Regions from separate parts of the Zea mays genome. Here all the other regions are linked to region 1. A link is a contact called in public Hi-C data. All regions are on one chromosome and are shown on one strand. The core of a region is the stretch at or near the end of the contact, and the rest is flanking DNA. Distances in the headings are between cores, read along the strand shown.

Region 1 (3,401 bases), core at 251-2,750:
TGGCGGCGGGCCCGGCCCATGACGGCTTGCCGGGGGGGAGGTGGTGGGCACCGGCGGGCATGGGCGATTATTTATCTCACCTCTCCCCTAATGATTACTGCTCTGATATAGGGATGCCTATCATGTGCTAATGCGAATGGCCGGTGGTGGGCGTTTAGCTGCTACTACTACAGACGGTGACGGGTGGGGTGGGGGGAGGCGACCGACGTGCGTGCGTGCTTTTGTTTCGTGCTCCGCGTGGGCCGCGTGCACCACACCAGGCCCGGCTCTGGCCCTAAAGCGAATACTATTTGCTTTGTGTAAAAAGCAAAAAAAAAAAAGAAAGTGAAAGGCAAAGGAAGACGAGTGGCAGAGAGAGTGCTAGCCACGGACACCTCTGTACTCGTGTCTGCTACTGTCTTCTTCTTTCGGTTTTTCCTGCTTAGGGCATGTATAGTGGTGTTTAATGTGGAGGCTCTTAAGGTGTTTTAGGGGGTTATTTGCAAAAAAATCTTAGAGCCGTCTCTCCGTGAAGAGACGCCTCTGGCTCGTAAACCAAGTAACAACAGACGCCTCACTTCCCACTGTACGAATTTATCGTCTGTTCTATCGATCTGATGTTATACAAATACATTTAATTCTCTATTTATTAATAGACTACGTTTATAGACACTCCATTGTACAATAGAGTCTCTTAGTTGTCTCCTGTGCTTGGAGAACCGTTTTGGTGTCTCTCCACTGTACATGCCCTTATTGTGTAGCAGTTTACGTACGGACATTGCCCAACAAATGCTTCCATTACTACCACCCGTGCCGGTGCCAGTGCCACCACCACCCATCTGTGCCCCCCCCCCCCGCGCCTAGATCGTACGTGCGTGCACATGCCTTGGTAATTTCTTTCCCTGCCGCACACATGGCCTGCCGCCCTGCCCTGCCCACCCATCTCATCGCTCCAATAACCATGCATATGCATGCGCCCATCACCCATGCGATGCCCATCGTCTGCCATGCACGCACGCACGCACCTCGTCTCATCAGCAGCAGTCCGTAACTTGCTCCTCCAGGACATGGGCGCCGCCGCCGGCGAGCTGCTGCTCTGCTGCCCCCGTCGGTGGGAGTGGGACGCGAGCAGAGCAGCTAGCCGCTGTGCCAAACCAAGCGAGCACACGGACGACGACGGTGGGTGTGTGCATGTACGTATAGATAATAGATATTAGACACGGACGGGCAGCGCCAAACTGCCAACCGGACCGGCGGTCACCAACAGCTAATTAAAAGGCCCGTCCGTCCCTCCCTCCCGCACCTCCTAGTGGCAGTGGGTGTTGGCAGCAGTCAAGAAGAGTCCGCGACAACGCATGTGTGCGTGTACGTGCAGCCCATATAAACCGCTCGCAAATGCTAGGCGCACCCAAAAAAAAAGATGCGTCCGGAAACGAAGACGTACTGTAGGACACACGTCCTGGTACCAGAAAACTGCGTTCCCACGCGAAGAAATATATATACAAGGCGTAGGTACAGTTACGGTGCGGCGTGTGTGAGTGAAACTTACAACTAAGAGTTAACGAAGCATGACACGCACACGCGTTAAAAACCTATGAGCTTTTTTCTCAGCCGTGCGTGCAAGTCGCCGGCCGGTGGCACTGGCAGGGCCATTTACATTGTGCGCCTAGCATTATTGCTCTTATTAGGTAGGGCCGGCTCCTCCAAACATAGGCGCCCCCCCAAAACAAACCCTTGTTCCGGTCCTTTCTCTCTCTTTATATATAGACCCCACACCACCTCCCCTCTTCTCCCTCCTCCCTCATTATCTCTCTCTCCCAAGCTCTTTCTACCGTTTCTCTTCTAGTCGAGCGGGGAAAACAAAGAAACAAAAAAGCAAGGAAGCAGCTGCACGCACGCCGTCGCCTGGCCGGCCATGGGGTTCCCGTCGGTGTGCTACTGCGTGATCCTGCCGCAGCCGCTCATCCTGGTGCTGCAGCTGCTGGACTTCCTGCGGCACGCCGTGCTGCTCTGCCTCTCCTCGCTGGGCCTCGCGGCGCCGCCGGCCGCCGACGACCATCCGGCCTACGCCTACGCGGCGCCGCCGCCGCCGCCGTCGGACCTCTGGGCACTGCAGCCGTCGTCCCTGCAGCAGCAGCAGCAGCAGGCGGCGGCGGCGGCCCTGGCGCCGCCGCCCACGCCGGCAGCCATCAAGGCCCGCCTGCCCGCCGTCCGGTACGCCGACCTGCTCGGGGCCCGCCGCGCCCCGCCGGGCCCGGCCGTCTGCGCCGTGTGCCTCGGCGCGCTCCAGGCGCGGCACCGCGTCCGCGAGCTCGGCAACTGCGCGCACGCCTTCCACAAGGCCTGCATCGACAAGTGGGTCGACAAGGGCCAGGCCACCTGCCCGCTCTGCCGCGCCTTCCTCCTCCCCGGCCTCAGCGCCGGAGACGGCGACGGCGACGGCGACGGCGAGCTCGCCTCCTCCTCCTTCCCTTTCTCCTTCTGAACCCACGCGTAGTACGTACGTACGTACGCGCGCGTGCTCCAGCCGACAAGCAAAAGTGAAGGCGCACGGCCGGCGGCGTGCGTAGTACGTGTACGTACGTCCCTGCAGCCCGGCGGCCGATTGGGAGGCAGAGCAAGGTCAGTAGCAAAGCCACCTACCTACTTACTACACTACTCCTGCTAGCTGATGAGACACGAGCCCCGTCGTACGGCCGGCCCCGGTCCTGTGACCATCCATGGATCCCGATGAGACGAGCAAGGAAACAGAGGAGAGAGAAGAGGAGGTGTCAGTGAGCGTGAGGTGGTGCAGTATTATTGGTAGGTGAGGCACAAATTATGAGGAGGACAGGGATGGCTACCTGCATTGGATCTGGTGGATGCGTAGATCCATCCACTCCGCACTGCTCCACCCTTTTCTCCTGCAGTGCAGCTCCAATTCACACCCCCCCTCTCTCTTTCTCTCTCTTTTGTTTATTAATTAATAATTATTAGTTTCCTTTTCTTTTTTTTTCTTTCTCTCTCTATCTTTCTTTCTTTTTTCTGTGGTCCCTCCTATATATTATTAACTTGATCTGCGAGGGGAACCAGGAGAGATGTGCGTTGTACATAGCTGCCTCCACTTGACAATAATATTATTGCAACGGAACAAATCCCTTGTCTCTCACATGCATGATGATTCAGTCGTCGTCAACAAAAGTGATCTCTGTGTGTGCACATGTGCTTGAGCTGTGCTACTAGCTACACTAACACTACACACACGCTAGCTAGCTAGCTAGCTAGCTCCCCTGATGTGTGATGTCATTAGCATAATGCAATTTGGCTGGATGTGTCTGTGGTATGATGTGTGCATGGGGGGTACGGTGTATCTCTGATTGGGGTTCCCCAGTGGATATGCCCCTCCCGTGTTTGGTGATTAGGGGGCCTCTCAGGTCTCTCAA
Region 2 (3,401 bases), core at 366-2,865, 440 kb before region 1:
CGCCTCGGAGATGACGTGCGGCAGGTCGAAGTTGACCCCGGAGATGTGCGGGTGGCGGGACGTGATGGCGTGCAGCGTGGCGCCCACGCCGCCGCCCACGTCCACCAGCGTCGACACGCCCTCGAAGCCCGTGTAGAAGTCCAGCAGCTTCTTGGTGATGATCACCGAGTGGTTCTTCATGCCCTCGTTGAACACGCGGTTGAAGCGCGAGTCCGTGCCGTGGTACTCGAACGCCGTCATCCCGTACGCCTTGTTGAACGGGATGCCGCCGTCCAGCACCGCGTCCTTGAGATAGTACCTGGCAGAGTGGCAGTGATCAGAATCAGATCAGCGCATACAAGAAACAGACAGGACAAGAGTCCCCATCTCTATCAGCATCAGCCAGGCAGGCAGATACTATAGTCAGTTGTCACTTGTCTGTGTGAGCCAACTGTCTCTCAGTCTTTTCTACGCCATCTTCGCACACACTAGACACCAAACAATCTGGCTGTCTGAAGATTCACCTTCAGTCGGCGAATGGCTGAATGGAGTTTGGCAAAAAGTCCAGACCAGCACGGATGGTTTTCCTTGCCGCCCTCGTGGTTGGAATTGGACTCGACACTCATGTGAGCCGTCGATCCGTCCGGCGATCGACGGCTGCCGTTTTGCGGATACAGAAAAAGGACTCGGCCAATAATATAGTGCTCCGTCTCGCAAAAAAGTCTCACCCACTGGATGGATAGTGGACAACAAACAAGTGGTCCTTGCTGACTTTTCCATCCCACTCCTAACTTTTTTTTAGGAAAAACATGAAGTCACTCACTTTCTTTCTTGCTTGCTTTTTATAAAAAAAAAATCTTTTTTGTTCTAGAGAAATATTATATCGTGTATAACAAGTAACAACTATTTCCAGCCTTGTGCTAGCCGCAGCCAGTAGAGTAGCAGCGCACCTTAATTAATTTTACTGGACGAAATAAATCACTAGTAGCACCAATGATGAGCGAGCTCGTCATCATGCATGCCGCGCACGCCAGCAGCAACAAGTGATGGATATAGATAGGTAGAAGGTGGTTGATGCGATGCGGCTACTACTCACCAGCTCTCCATGAGGACCTTGTCCTGGTTCATGAGCGCGAGGGCGGCCATGGACACGCCGTCCTCGTTGGGGGTGAGCCACTTGCAGACGGGCGCGGCGGAGTAGCGGCGCTCGTACCGGCCGTCCCGGTCCTCCATCTGGCACCGGACGACGTCGTAGGAGGCGAGCAGGCGGAGCATGCGGTCCACCATGGCCGCCGCGGCGGCGGGGTCGCCGGGCGCCGCGGGCATCCGCGCCACCACCTCCTCGGGCGCCAGCGCCGCCTTGCCGCCGCCGGCCTCCTTCTGCAGCACCTCCAGCAGGCCCAGCTCGATGGCGTTCTTCAGCGTCATGGGCAGGATGGACGACGACGCCAGCTGCATCGCGTACATGCACGCCTCCTCGTCCACCACCGCGGCCACGTCGCCGGCGGTGGAGCCCATGGCTATTACGATTAGCGCTGCCGGTGGAGACTGGAGAGAGAGAGAGAGAGAGTGGGTAGGCCGGCCTTTCTCTGCTGGGCTCGAGGAGCGCGCTAGCTGCTGATGGCGTGCGATGCGACGAAGAGGGACGAGGTGGTGCGAGGGGTTTTTATTGGGCCGGACGGCTCACCAACCACCACACCAAAACACGCACTGCTTATTTTTCACTATTATTTTTCACTACTATGCGCGCACTAATTCAAGCACCGTGATTAAGAGAAGCGGGGCCCATCGTTTCTGTCGCCGATAGTTGGTGGCGATGATTAATCTAGTATGCGTTAGGTTTGCGTGAGTGTCAAGTGCGTAGAGATGTGCTCGCCCAACCGCAGCGGGAGTGGTTGTTGTCACCCATGCTGTTGCGTGCGGGGTGGGGAAAAAATCATCAGTTCACTGGCTCCATCCATGACGGTGACGTAGTGTACGTGTTTGGTTTTCATGGATGAATAGCAGGGACTATTCTATCAGAAAAAAAACCCCGACTAGTTGTCGATTTTTCCCCGGTTTTGCCACGTGCGAAGAATTTTTAGTAAATTCTGTGCACAAATTCGTCGAGAAAAATGATGAACTGGTCATCGGCCGGTGCAACTGGGACCACCAGTAGGATGCCGGAGCGAATGACAGTAGGCCCGTTGGGCTGCCTTTCTAGCCAGTGTTTGTTTCGGCTGCATCTGCATAGTGGTAACGTGCATGGATGGAGCAGAGAGGCGACCAGCCGGGTTGGTCAGCGATGACGACGGTGGCAGCTGCCGTGGAAATCAAATTTTATTGGCGCCTAAGTTAAGAAAACCCCCAATACAATTTTTTTTGGAAATATAAACCATGTTTTAAAATAAATAGCAAAACAGATTTTAATCATGGGAGCGCCCCACCCACCCGTCTCTTCCGAAGTTGCGGGACCTTTATTAAGGCCCTGCCGGTACAAATATGATTTCTTAAGAAAGTCAGCAGTGAAAATGCTTGATTTGCACTATCGGGGTTTTAAGGAAACCGTTAGTGTAAAAGGTGTTTCCACTAACGGTTCTTGAGTCGAGCTAACCATTTTACTTTCACATGTGCTCGATAACTGAAACATTATTGTCCACCATAGAGTTGTGTTTCTACTAGTGGTATAATCATATATTTGTGTATGATAATGATTTAGGATTTAAATTGCGATCTTGGCAACCTTATGTTTGACCATATCAAAAATCATGGTTTGAGTAATAATTAGTTTACTAATGTGTTTATCATGTGCCGAAATCTATTCTTTACCATTAAAATATGTAAAAGTTTATATTATAGCGAAAAGTTCTTATTTATATATCATTTTGAATAATCAAGCTAAAAATTGAACGGAAAGAATAGTTTTCTTAGATCAGCTGACACTCCTTCACACTATAACTACCTTAAAGTTGTCTTCAGTAAAGCGTGTTTACACTGTATATGACATTGTTTGCAGAATGAAGAGGATGATATAGGAGATAGCCTGAGATCATCTCCAAGAGTTATCTAAATTTTGCTCTCTAAATCATCGTTTTGAGTCATTTAAGTAAAAGTTATTTTCTATATATATATATATATATATATATATATATATATATATATATATATATATATATATATATATATATATATATTACTCTATAGCATTATTTATATATCTTGTGCACACTCCGCACTCTGGAGATCATCCTTACTCTTTCTTTTATAGCAAGAAATCTGAAATATAGGTAGTCTATTTTGGAGATCCAATCAAAAAGATTGTTGGAGATTATATTTTGATCAAAACCTTTATTCCTATAAATTAGGAAGGATATAAAGAGTATATTGGAATTAATTTTACGTAGAGCTAATTGTTAGCTAGATAAATTTAATTCTAGCCCATT
Region 3 (3,401 bases), core at 447-2,946, 440 kb after region 1:
GGACTAGTGTCTGGTACGTTGTCAGTGAGCCGGCGCCTCCGAGTAACCTGAGGCCAGGAGGCTTCCTACTATTCGCCATCTGTTGAGAGTGAGACATGAGCATAAGATTGCTGAGGAAGGTCGCGGCGCAGTTAGTTCCAGCGCAGGAACACCTATATCTGGAATCAGTAACAATTGGCACCTGAAAGCAAGGAAGATGTTATCAGGATAACAGGCGTGCAAGGAGCTTATGAATTCTACGTGGATAATTAAGAGTCTGAGACAGCAGATGTTAGCCAACTCTTTTACTTCATAATATGCAATCATGCTCTAAAAATTGATCTACTTACTCCGCAGTCAGATTCTATGATCACACTGTGACCTCGGAATCTCGGATCATAGACACGAGACACCTACAATTAGGCTCGCCTATTTGTTTCCTTGCAGGATTATATAATTCAACCTCTAGATTATACAAGCACCTAATGACCTACTTATGAATTATCATAATCTAGTTGTCTAGATTATATAATCCACATAATAATCTGTGTTGTTTGTTTGTCACTTAACTTATTTAAGTTGGATTATATAATATAACAGGGTCTTAGACAGGGTACTTAAATTTGCATCTCATAAAATGTCCCACTGATCAGAATCTCGCCAAATTAGTGCCCTCCTAACATTAGGTCAGCTGCGTTTGTAGCAGCCTATCAAGGAAGACTTAGGCTCGCTCCAGCAGGGTCCTGTAAAAACTCCTGTCCTCTAAATATAGAGGTTTGTCAGATCCTCTATCCCTCCAACAAGGGACTCTAAAAGATCCTCTAAAATTTAGAGGATGACATGCATGCGCTATGTATAGAGGATGTACGGCGGTGCTCTATACACTGTGCTGATTTCTATACACGTGCTGACGAGCGGTAAAAAATAATATATAATATCAAATCTAGTAGCATTGTTGATATAGAGGGTGAAATTTAGGGGATATTGTTGGAGATGAAGAAGATATAGAGTACAGAATCTTTTAAAGAGTGATGTAAAGGACAGAGAATATTCTTTTAGAGTATGAAATTTAGGGGACGTTGCTGGAGACAGCCTTAGCTCCCAAGTCCCCCCAAGTACTAGCGTGCTTTCTGAAACCTGCACGAGAAGAAAGGAAGTTTCCGTGTGGACGCAGGTAAAAAAAAGGTGATCTTGACATTTTACTAGTCCCAACGTCCTTGCAAAGGTCTCACAAGTCCAATCACAGGATCCGGCTGGCTGTTTCCGAGTTCCGACTCAACAGGTACCTGACAGCCCCCCTCCCCCCCCCCCCCCCCCCCCCCCCCCAAGTTCTGGATGGAAAAACACCACCGCATTGTCCCAAACTCCTATCGATTTCTTCACCAAAACTTCCGTCAATTTCCACCCAGAAGCCCGGCTAAACCGATTAAAAGTAGTACAGAACCACACACCACCATGAAAGTCAGTAACATCGAAGGAGCAAGAAGCAACAATACAAGCTGCGGATTCGCAGAGACCAAGAATGGGAACGGGGCTCGGCCAAAGCACGGACCTTTTTCAGGGCGATCGGAGCGGCGGCTCCTGCGCGCGCGCGCAAATGCACACGCGACGCGACGCGGCGGAATCACGCAACGGGCAGCGAGTTGGAAAAGGAGAAGAAGCCCCGCCCCGCCCCGCCGCGGCCGTGTTTCTTTCTTGTTCGTGGTGGTGTTCTCGAGCTCGGTTTGCGTGGTGCGGAGGGCGAAGGCACCGAAGCAAGAGCGCATTTATCGAAAGGTGCGCCGGGGATTTACGGTGCTGCCCTTGGACGGAACTGGCCCCTTCGCTTTGGTGTGCCTTTGCAGCGCGCGGGTATTCGGCGACATGGCAGGGGTAGGGTCGGAAATGGGGAGGAGGATCGGAACTCATGGCCGAGCCGACGGGGCGGCGAAGCTGTCCGATCCGAATATTCCCTTCCCGCCACTGGAATTATCCCTCGCGTGCCGTGCGGGTCCTTCTGCGCCCCGGACCGCCGCGTCACTGCGTGCCCGTCCCCACGGGCGCCGAGCCACAGGCCGCAGGACGGGCCACACGGGCGCCGAGCCACACAAGCCCACAGGCACCCGCACCGCACGAAAGCCAGCCCGCTTGGATCCGCCGCTGTTCTCGTCGCGCAGGAGCGGCGATTTCGGCTGCGCTTCCCCGTTCCCGCGGCCGTGACGCCAGACGGTGGGCCCCGTGTCGTCAGTCCACGTCAATGGGCAATGGCCGTGTTGTGGGCCCCGCTTCGACTGTCCCAGATAAAAACTGAGCCGCGCGAGCCCGGATCTTGTGTGGCACGCGTGTCTACACGTCTGCCGGCGGCCACAACCTGCGATGGCCCACAAGTTTTGAGGGATCTGCATGGGCGCCGGCCGCCGGGTATATTCTTGGAATAAACCATGCGAGATGCGTTCAACCATTCAAAATCAAATAATTGGTTCCATAGCCCATGCTCTCAAGTGTATGCAACTAGTGTCTATATATTTAATTATTTATTTAAAAAAATCTTTGTGCACCACTCATCATGGTAGTATCTCCCGCCTCATATAAGGGTTAGTTTAGAAACCACAAAAACAGTGAGAATTGGAGAGGCTAAAATTCTCTTCTTATTAATAAAAAGAGGATTTTATCCTCTCTAATCCCATTTGGGTTTTGGACTCGCAAACTAGTCCTAAATGTTGGGTGCAAAAGGGAGCGGGGTACTCAAAATTTCTTTTTACTACGGTTTCTGGTCAGAAAAAAATATAATTAAGAGTTAGTTTGACAACTCCATTTTCAAGAGATTTCCTTCTTCCTAAAAGGACCAATTTCTTTATAACAATGGGAATCCTTAAAAAATTGTGTTTGTTAAACTAGCACTAAAAGGCAATGTAAAAACATAAAAATTTTGGCGAAAAGTTAAATTTGATGCAAATTCGGTGTCTGCCCCGACTTAAGAAACGATCTATTTATGTGCATTGTGATACCATGAAAACCACTCAGTATTTTAAGCTAGTATTTAATTTAAAATAAGTTCAATTATATAATTTGGTCAGATCATAACCATAACACCACACCTGATGAATGGATAAACGGTGTTGCATAGACGACGAGCCGCAGTAGGAGTGGTGGTGAATCGCTCTAAATAAATTTTAATTTAAAAATAAATAGAAATAGGATCTGGTCCTAACTCGATCCAATTCTTAAATTTTATAGTGTAAAATTTAGAGTCCGTTGTCACCTCTCGCCACAAGTCATCCGGACCAGATAAACCATATGTGGTGGCAGAAGTGCCCAGGTAGTAACGTAGTGGGATTAATGTAATTATCCAACCACAAAAATAATCGCCGTAAAGCTTCGCGTGAGTTGTTTTTTCCCCAACGGTACAGGTCACAAATGGTGGCCATAGCAGAAGAAGACGA

Evidence for each region. Hi-C and Micro-C count contacts between places; a contact is called where the count stands out from the background.
Region 2: a contact with region 1 is called in a Hi-C map of endosperm, with 3 times the contacts expected there. The contact joins the promoter of LOC100125646 here to the promoter of LOC100284898 in region 1. A contact is called at or near these places in 3 of 25 Hi-C or Micro-C datasets (ear, endosperm and tassel).
Region 3: a Hi-C map of tassel shows a contact between it and region 1, with 2.7 times the contacts expected there. The contact joins the promoter of LOC100216884 here to the promoter of LOC100284898 in region 1. A contact is called at or near these places in 5 of 25 Hi-C or Micro-C datasets (bundle sheath, ear, endosperm and 2 more).

The regions. Positions count from the first base shown.
Region 1 is chr4:34,643,403-34,646,803 of Zm-B73-REFERENCE-NAM-5.0, forward strand. It overlaps LOC100284898, which reads left to right and starts at 1,501. Exons shown (of 1, transcript XM_020552514.3): 1 at 1,501-3,127. The coding sequence starts at 1,895. The coding sequence ends at 2,464.
Region 2 is chr4:34,199,517-34,202,917 of Zm-B73-REFERENCE-NAM-5.0, forward strand. LOC100125646 (catechol-O-methyltransferase) reads right to left here and starts at 1,616. Exons shown (of 2, transcript NM_001112577.2): 1 at 1,076-1,616; 2 at 1-298. The coding sequence starts at 1,497.
Region 3 is chr4:35,083,730-35,087,130 of Zm-B73-REFERENCE-NAM-5.0, forward strand. LOC100216884 (Putative glycerol-3-phosphate transporter 1) reads right to left here and starts at 1,697. Exons shown (of 3, transcript NM_001143271.1): 1 at 1,532-1,697; 2 at 1-79. The coding sequence starts at 79.